Linked DNA regions of Mus musculus: regions 1 and 2 are each linked to region 3. Evidence: chromatin contacts called from public promoter capture Hi-C data. All regions are on one chromosome and are shown on one strand. Each heading gives the region's core, a stretch centred on a gene start, on an enhancer-like site or on the middle of the called end of the contact. The rest is flanking DNA. Distances are from core to core; before and after follow the strand shown.

The links. Capture Hi-C pulls out chosen DNA fragments and counts their contacts.
Region 1: a promoter capture Hi-C map of liver shows a contact between it and region 3, with 6 times the contacts expected there. The contact joins the promoter of H4f16 here to the promoter of Etv6 in region 3. A contact is called at or near these places in 1 of 39 promoter capture datasets (liver) and 1 of 9 other capture datasets (liver).
Region 2: a promoter capture Hi-C map of adipose tissue shows a contact between it and region 3, with 4 times the contacts expected there. The contact joins the promoter of Wbp11 here to the promoter of Etv6 in region 3. A contact is called at or near these places in 1 of 115 datasets of contacts at active chromatin or transcription factors (large pre-B cells) and 2 of 9 other capture datasets (adipose tissue and liver).

What each region holds. Positions count from the first base shown.
Region 1 is chr6:136,803,060-136,805,817 of GRCm38.p6, forward strand. H4f16 (H4 histone 16) reads right to left here and starts at 1,372. Exons shown (of 1, transcript NM_175652.3): 1 at 934-1,372. The coding sequence starts at 1,320. The coding sequence ends at 1,009.
Region 2 is chr6:136,826,732-136,829,538 of GRCm38.p6, forward strand. It overlaps Wbp11 (WW domain binding protein 11), which reads right to left and starts at 1,485. Exons shown (of 12, transcript NM_021714.4): 1 at 1,289-1,485. It overlaps BC049715 (cDNA sequence BC049715), which reads left to right and starts at 2,112. Exons shown (of 3, transcript NM_178776.3): 1 at 2,112-2,338.
Region 3 is chr6:134,034,103-134,037,079 of GRCm38.p6, forward strand. It overlaps Etv6 (ets variant 6), which reads left to right and starts at 1,598. Exons shown (of 8, transcript NM_007961.4): 1 at 1,598-2,036. The coding sequence starts at 2,004. It overlaps Gm46977, which reads right to left and starts at 1,210. Exons shown (of 4, transcript XR_001785383.2): 1 at 940-1,210.

The sequences.
Region 1 (2,758 bases), core at 122-2,621, 2.8 Mb after region 3:
CAAATCTAGGCTCCAAAATTTTAGCCTTCGTTGTCTCATCCACAGCTGTACTCACTATCAACACTTAAAATAAATCTGCTGAAAGACCGCACCAAGTTTCTGCCACACAGAAAGCATTGAACACGAGATAACCATATCTTAATGAAATGCCAGGTTCCTGCTCCAGGAACTGTAGGAACAGTCTCCTATTTCTTCAGCCAGTGAGAAGACCCGTAAACATCAGATGTAAAAACCTAGAGATCTGAAAAACAAAACTACCGTTTTGAGTAATGTGTACAGAAAGCCGGTAAGCAGACCTGAGTCCAGGGGCCTAAGGAAGCGACTTCCTGGATCCAGAGTTAAACCCATCTGGGTATGGAGCATCGAATACAAGTACTTTGAAGGAGCAGCAAGGGCTGTGACTAACCTACTCTGAAGACTTAAATGAGACACATATGGTCTGTGGAAGCTGAAACAGAAGGACCACCGAAAGACTTATACCAGCCTGAACTAAATGGTAGACATCCGAGTGCTCCTCTTCCCCCAAACCCACGTGCTTAAGGCAGAGAAACAGCTACAGCTGAGAAAGCCAAGTTTAAGCTACAGGGTGACTTTATTGTGGGGTTCCAAGCCTCCACACCTGCCCTCATTCAGGTCCACTGTCTCTACAGGAGCTTTTTTCCCCTTTTTAGAGCGTCCGCAGAGGCTGCACCCTAGCACTCTGGGGCTGTCAACTCAACAGACACCTAAAAAAACTCATTCACGCAGACCACTCCGCAAGCATTCTGAGCAGGTCCCAGGCGGTAGGCGGGGCCACCAGCCCAAGTCCTCCAATGAAAAAGTGCACCCAGGCAGCTCAATTTGCATACAAGACAAAGCATACCAAATACAAAAAGTAATGAGACGCTCATAACTAGTGAGAACTACAAATGTCCACAGCTCCTTTCTGATGCTTTGTGGGCCCTGAAAAGGGCCTTTGTGGATGGGGGAAGCCGGCCAAGGGAACGGCCTAGGCACAGGAGGGCTCGCTTAGCCGCCGAAGCCGTACAGAGTGCGGCCCTGGCGCTTGAGCGCGTACACCACGTCCATAGCCGTAACCGTCTTGCGCTTGGCGTGCTCGGTGTAGGTGACGGCGTCGCGGATCACATTCTCAAGGAAAACCTTGAGGACACCGCGAGTCTCCTCGTAGATGAGACCCGAGATGCGCTTCACGCCGCCACGCCGAGCCAACCGCCGGATAGCGGGCTTGGTAATGCCCTGGATGTTGTCGCGGAGAACCTTGCGGTGTCGCTTGGCGCCACCTTTCCCCAGACCCTTGCCGCCTTTTCCTCGTCCTGACATATTAGTAAACAACCTAATAAAGAGACAGGAGAAACTACAGTAATCCGCCGCCGAGCAAGAGCTTATATTTCCTGGGAGCGGACCTGATTGAAAACAGCAAGGAGTGGGCGGAGCTCTAGACTCCACCCCCTGGCTCTTTGTGCTCTGCTGTCTCCCAAGAACCATAAAACCCTTTCGGTTCCCTCTCCAAATTCCAGGAACCCTAGCACATTTGAAAGTTTAAATAATATAAGGTAACAATCTATTTCTCCTCTTTTTTTTTTTTAGCACAAATAAAAACGGCGCATCATGCTTGTTATCTTCAGTGCACGCTGATTCGGTATTTTCTAAGCAGCATGCTTGTTTTTACACAACTTTAATGTGAAAATGAAAAGAAGCTAGCAATAGAAATCTAGCTTACTAGGTCTTATACCGAAGCAGTTTACATTTTCACGAGAGAGTCTTTTGAGGGGATAGAAGTGTTTTAGTGCCTTTCTTTTGTGGCCACGATAAGAAAATTATGCTAGTTCCCACTTCCTATTTGGTTTCAACTGTTTCTGCAGTGTATGGATTTTCTGCTCCTGCATTGCAAACACATTGGTATTCGCTTTTCAGCCAATTGTTCCTATAGTTACTTAGCTGAACTATTGTAACTTGTCATTTAGATCCGAGGTCCTTGTTGCTTGCGTTTAAAAGAGACCTGGTGACTCACATCTGTAATTTAGGCTCTCCGGAGGCTGAGGCAGGATTGCCAAGAGCTGGGGCCAGCCTAGGCTAGACAGACTCAAATACATTTCCCCTCCTCCCCACTCAAATAGCTTGTAAAGTACCAGAAGTCAAAAGCATGACTCCGAATAACAGGACTGTCCTTAAGTTTGTTTCGTTTTTAAAGACAGCAGGTTTTGGGCTGGAGAGATGGCTCAGTGGTGAAGAGCACTGACTGCTCTTCTGAAGGTCCTGAGTTCAAATTCCAGCAACCACATGGTGGCTCACAACCACCTGTAATGAGAACTGATGCCCTCTTCTGGTGTGTCTGAAGATAGCTACAGTGTACTTACATATAATAAATAAATAAATCTTAAAAAAAAAGAAAAAGGCAGCAGGATAAATGCGTTTAGTTTGTAGTACTTTACAATTCCCATTAGTTCCACAACTCAAACAGCATTTCATTTGTTTGTCCCCTCCCTGTCTCTTAGAGATTGAGCTCTAGGATAGCTGGAGGGGGAAGAAGCCTTAATCATTGAATTTTACCTCATGATTTTAAATCCCTTGCTCTTCAGAATTCTTACCAAAATGAAAGCTGCTGCCAGAATACTTATTCAAATTTGTAAAACTGTGTGTCAACAAACAAACAAACAATCAACAACAACACACACAAAAAAAAGAGAGAAAAGCAAAAAGAAAGCAAAGAGACCTTTCCATAAACATACATTTAAGATGGTTTACAGAAGATATTCTA
Region 2 (2,807 bases), core at 235-2,734, 2.8 Mb after region 3:
AGGAGTGGAGATAATGAATCTGGGTTAAAGACAAATACATGCTCTTTACTTTCTCCTTAGACTGCTCATTCCACACGCCAGATGGCAAAATGCAATCCATTCAAACATATTTATCTTGATTTAATACCAAATCAAATGATTTATGACTCTCAAACAAAAGAAATAAAAAATGAAGTATTAGAACTCCTCAAACTTAACATTAAAGTATATTCTTACTAGCACATATGACTCCTGATTTATGTATTTTGAGGGAATTAAAAGTGGTAGTCACGGTAGGGAAATATTTTAAGGCCAGGCTTTCATTATTATCACTTCTTTCTCTTCCATTCCAAATGAATGAAACTTCCAAAAATTAGCCTTGCCCATAGTAAAAAAAGGAACAAATATTTCCTGTTCAAAGTGTGCGACACTTTCCTACAGGCTACATCTCCTGTGGCTCCCCCTTTAAGCATTAAACAAATCTACTTTCTTTCTACATTAGGAAAGGGAAGATCCCGAGGTAAATTTGAGACTCTAATTCCCTTGGCTCCTTAGGTGGGACTCTGTAAGTTGTTTTAGTTAATGCTTTTTTTCATCAAGCGTTCAGCTGGCCGGCTCCCTGCTGCTTCCCAGATATTTCAGAACTGATCGGTGTCGATTATGTCATTACAGATGTTTCTCTATCAGAAAGCAGAAGGGGCAGGAGTTTGGGAAGAAGGGAAGAGAAGGGTACTGACTATAGGGAACTACAAAAAGGCACGGATACAACAAATTCTATTTTTGATCTTTTCTTTAGTGTTTCCCTTCTTAAACCAGCCTCGGGCTCTCGTTTTGACGCCATCCCATCACACACACCTAAAAACCAATCAGCTACGAGTCAAGGAGAATTTTTACAAGACCATAGTGCCTCTGCCTGCAAACGTTGGCAGAGACAAGGTCAAAAGACCATGGGAACCCAGGCAGCACAAACGCAACCCGACCGGTCCGGTCCGGTCCGGGTCCACTCCAGGAGGCCTCACAGCAACTGCCGAAACCATAGCGACGGTTGATAGCGACTCGAGCGGCTAGACGTCAGCCCGCCGCCACCGGTCGCCGCACTCGGGCGGTGGGTCTGACCCGGCGGGAGATCCCGCCCGAGAACCCGTCGGACGCAGTGCCAGGCCGGCCCCGAGCCCTGAAACCCGAGGCTCCCGCCACCCCGGGCCCAGCGGAGGAAGAGCGCGGCCTCTGGGCCTGGTGTTTCAGAGAAGGCTTCGCAGGCCCCGGGGAGGGTCGCGGAAAACGGAGCACCGAGTCCCCACGCACTCACACGACTGCGAGGCTCCCGGGACGGCGAGAGCAGCTAGCGGGCGGTCCCGGAGGACTCTCTGCGAAGGGGCCTTCACCTCTGCCCCTCGGTCAACCACCCGGGAACCGCCATCTTGAAACCTCGCGCCCCTCCGCCAGCTCACGTCACTTCCTGTTCCCGCTGGCCGCGATCTCACCGCGTTGCCAGGCACTGGGCCCATAGAGCGAATACAACAACTTCAGAGCCAGAGGTACTTCCGCTCTCATTCACTATCCGATTGGATAACTATAGGCCAAGAGACCCGCCTCATTCCAGAGTATTGTAGATTGACACTAATATAACCCAATAGAAATAAAAAGTAAGGAAGCTGCTATTTGATTGGCCAATTGTTCTCAGAATTCTGACGCATTTCCGCAACTGCTTCTCTCTGGGGACACACTAGGTAGCGGTATGCGTACGCTTCTGTGTCGGCCATTGGATCTGTGTTAGTTGTCGTGTGTAAATGGATGCTGTTTTTCAGGAATGCTTCCATAGAAAACAAGTTAGGTAATAACACTGGGCACCGAGTCTAAGGTGCTCAGCAAACATCAGCCCTCTAAACCTACAGCATGTGATGAACTGAACAAATAGTTCCTAGGGGAGACTCATAAATCTACACGAAAATGTATATTTTAAAAGAGAAACGGTACATTTGTCGATTTTCCAGAGGAGAAGTTATTACATAACACTTCAAATGAACTTTGCATCAACCCAAACTCCTTTATGATGTCATTGCACACTCTAGATTTATCTGAAGTCTTCCTTTGAGGGTTCTCTAGAGTCACAGAACTTGTGGATAGTCTCTATATAGAAAGGGACTTTGTTATGATGACTTACGGTCTGTAGTCCACCTCCCCAACAATGGTCAGCTGTGAATGGGAAGTCCAAGGATCTAGGAGTTGCTCAGTCCCACCAGGCTAGTAGATTCCAACTGATGGGCTGGCAAGTAAATGCAAGCAGAGGAGGAAGAGAAAAACTTCCATCTTCCAATGTCTTATAGATCTCCAGAAGAAGGTGTGGTTCAGATTAAAGGTGTGTACCGCCACGCCTGGATCTGGGCCTTGTACTCAGAGATCTTACCTTACTCTCCTGGGGATACATAGCCACTATGCCTCAAGATTTCCATGCCAAGATCAAGGTCAGAAACTTGTATTTCCCAGCCTCAAGATCTGGATCACAGGTGAACCTTCCAATTCTGGATTGTGGTTTGTTCTAGATATAGCTGATAACCAGAAATAGCTATTATATTTCCCTTCTACATCCCCATTCCTTAAGACTCCTCCCCATCCTTTCCCCTTAAAGGTAAGCATTTAAAACGAAATCTTCATAAAGTGTGAACTTGGTCTGTCTCGAAAAAAAACCAAAAAGCAAAACAAAACAACAAAAAACCAAAAACAAAAAAACACAAATCAAAAAACCAAAAACACCCTCACACTTGGTTATTTTTCAACTTAGTTTCAGCATCCTTAACAGAAAAGGTCCTAAGGGAATTTTTGACATC
Region 3 (2,977 bases), core at 348-2,847:
TGTCAGACCCTGTCTCAAAACAAACACAACCACAGGAACACAACGAAAATTCCCAGTAAGAAACAACAGCAAAAAAGCTTCAAGAACACGGGAGCAAAGGTAGGTACTCGTGAGAGATAAGAATGGGTAAATGCAGTCCGGTTGGGACCTAGCATAAACAAGACTAAGTTCTTTTGGTGAATATGGCTACTAGATGACAAAACGGGTTGTGGTACCTTGGAGGTTCCCTCCAAGAACATTACTGTTATCAGCAACGGGGTGCGTTCCCAGCCTGACTCTTGGAAAATTTCATTTAGAGTGTCCTAATATGAGTATGTATGAACAGAAGTTCTGTTTATGAAAGTCTGAGCACGTTTTTACGACGCTGAAAAGTGTGCAGGAAATAAATAAATACATAAGAAAGATCAGAGGCAGAACTAGTTCCAGGCCAGCCTGAAAGAGTTCCAGGACAGTCAGGGTTACATTGAGAGATTTTACTTCAAAACAATACTGCTTCCTCCCACCCCCACGCCTCCTTCCCAAGAAACTACAGAGGTGGGAATACAGAGGTGAGTCTGGGAAACCCTCAGCAGGGAAGATGAGTATAATGCATTCATACACGCATACATTTGTGTTTATTTTACCGTCAAAGCACAAAATGGAAGTGCATCAAGCTCTTCGTTATATATCCACATATTAAACCTGTATAGACTAGAGGGTTAGAATTTAAACACCATCTTCTGCGGTGGGCATTTTAAGAGATTATAAATAGCAATAAAAATAGAGTGATCGGAACGCTGGTGCTCAAGGCTAGCGCCTCAGCCCCAGGATTCTGGCAGCCCCTCCTCTGCAGGACCCCGGGCTGTCCCCTCCGCCAATGACCGAGCCCGAGGAGCGGCCCAGGGGAGGGCTAAGATCTGCTGGAACGCGCCCTGTCAACTTTGTAGTCCAGTCACCTACGTCGGTTGGTAGCGGCCGCTGTGGCTTTAAATGGCCGGGGGATTTCGAATCGGGGAAGGCGGGAGGTCAGGCCGTGGGGCGCCCCCGTCGCGGGGAGCACCCCCGCTCGCCGCGTCCCTGCGCCGGAGCGCGACCGCGCGGCTTTGTCTCCAGCGTCGCGCCCTGCACTTCCCCGTGCGCAGCCTGTAACCCGAGCTCCCATTTCCTGGTGGATTCTCTTAAAGCGGCCGCGGTCGCCGCGCAGAACAAAGGCCATTGTCTCGCTTCCTCCTGCGGCGCCGCGTCCTTCCCGGAAAGCCCCTTCCTAGACTGCGGTCCCCAGGCTGCATTTGCGCCTCTGGGAGTGCACAGAAAAGCCCCTACTGTGCGTGGCCCAGGTCCTCCTGAGGCGCAGCCAGGGGAGTCGGGAGAGAGATGAACCAGGCTTGCTGGTCCTTGGGCCACGCTGCAAGGTTCCCCAAAGGCGTCCTCCGCCTCGGGGCGGCCCAGTGGGCATCCCGCGCCCCTCCCCCGCACGCCTTTTGATTTCTCCGCGGCCCGCGGTAACCCGAGCTTTTATTTCCTGGTGGCTCCTTTAAGAGGCAGAGCCGGGTGCTGGGAATTCACGTCAGTTTCTGCCCTGAAACTCTCAAGATCAATGAGCAGAGAGCTTTCTCAGTTCTGCCTTTCAGTTTCTCTCTTCCAGGAAGGAAAACATTCGAGAAAGAGAGAGGGAGGGAGGGAGCGAGGGAGCGAGAGAGCGAGCGAGCGAGCGCCGCGGGAGGGCGGGCGCGCCGGCCGCGGGTGGGAGGAGACACGCCAGGCCGGCCTGCTGCGCCCGGGTCGCCGCGCCGCGACCCGCACACCCCACGCCGTGCTCGCCGGCTCCTACGCCCCCGCACCTCGCGCCCAATCCGCGCGTTGAGAAGAGCCCCCCCTCCCCCTCGGGCGGCCGCCGCCAGCGATGCTGCAAGAAACTTCTTAAACGACCGCATCCCGCTGCCCCGCCGAGCGTTTCTGGGTTGGGGAGAGGAAAGGAAAGTGGAAAAAAACTGAGAACTTCCTGATCCCTTTCGCTGTGAGACATGTCTGAGACTCCTGCTCAGTCTAGCATTAAGGTAACGATCGGATTCCCCTCCTTCCTCCGCTGGGCGATCGGAACCCCCTTACCCCGGGGCTGCTGGTGCAGTTGCTAGGCTGGCGGGGAATTATTTGGGGCGCGAGGGAAAAGGAGATGCAGCTCGCGGCCGCGCTGTACCCTTTAGTGTAACCTTGCTGCACCCCTCTCCGCCGAGATCCTCTTGGGCTCCTGCCTCCCCCCCCCACTCCCTTTCTTTCTTTCCTTTTTTTAATAGTATAGAATAGAGTTTATTTAGGGCAAGGGGAGGGGAGTCAAGAGGGTAGTTGTGGCAGAAAAAAGCAGAGAGAGGGAGAGAGTAGAGAAGTAGAGGCAGGCCATGAACACGTGGAGAGAGAGGGAAGGGAATAGGGAAGGTAGGGGGAAGGTAATAGCCCAAGAGGACAAGAGAGAAAGAGAGCCCCACTCCCTTTCTTTTTGACAATGTAATGCCGCTCTCAATTGGTAGGAGGAACCCGGGTTGTCTTCAGATCTGTAGAGCACCTCCGTAATTAGTGCGCTTAAAAATAAGAAAGGAAAAAGAAAAACCCTTTCTCTTTATTCCTACGCATAACGTGAGACTGAATTGTAACTTTTGTTCCCAAGGGGTGGTCTCTAGGGAAAAAGTTCTAGGGGCTCCACTAGGATGCTCTCTCTCTCTCTCTCTCTCTCTCTCTCTCTCTCTCTCTTTACGCCCCTCCTCCCCCCCCCCCCCCCGTTCTATCACACAAGAATTTTACCCTCTCTTCTCTTCTGATTGTGATTGCAAGTCCTAAGACAGTCTTGGTGTCAGCTTTTCCTGGGCATTGCACAATGAAAAAAAAAATTAAACCAAGGTGAATAAAGTTGCTGAATAGTTGTTTTACGCTAGTGCATATGAAAGTTGAGCAATCTGAAAGTAGAAAACTCCTGTGATGAAGGGTGGAAAAGAAGTAGCTAAGC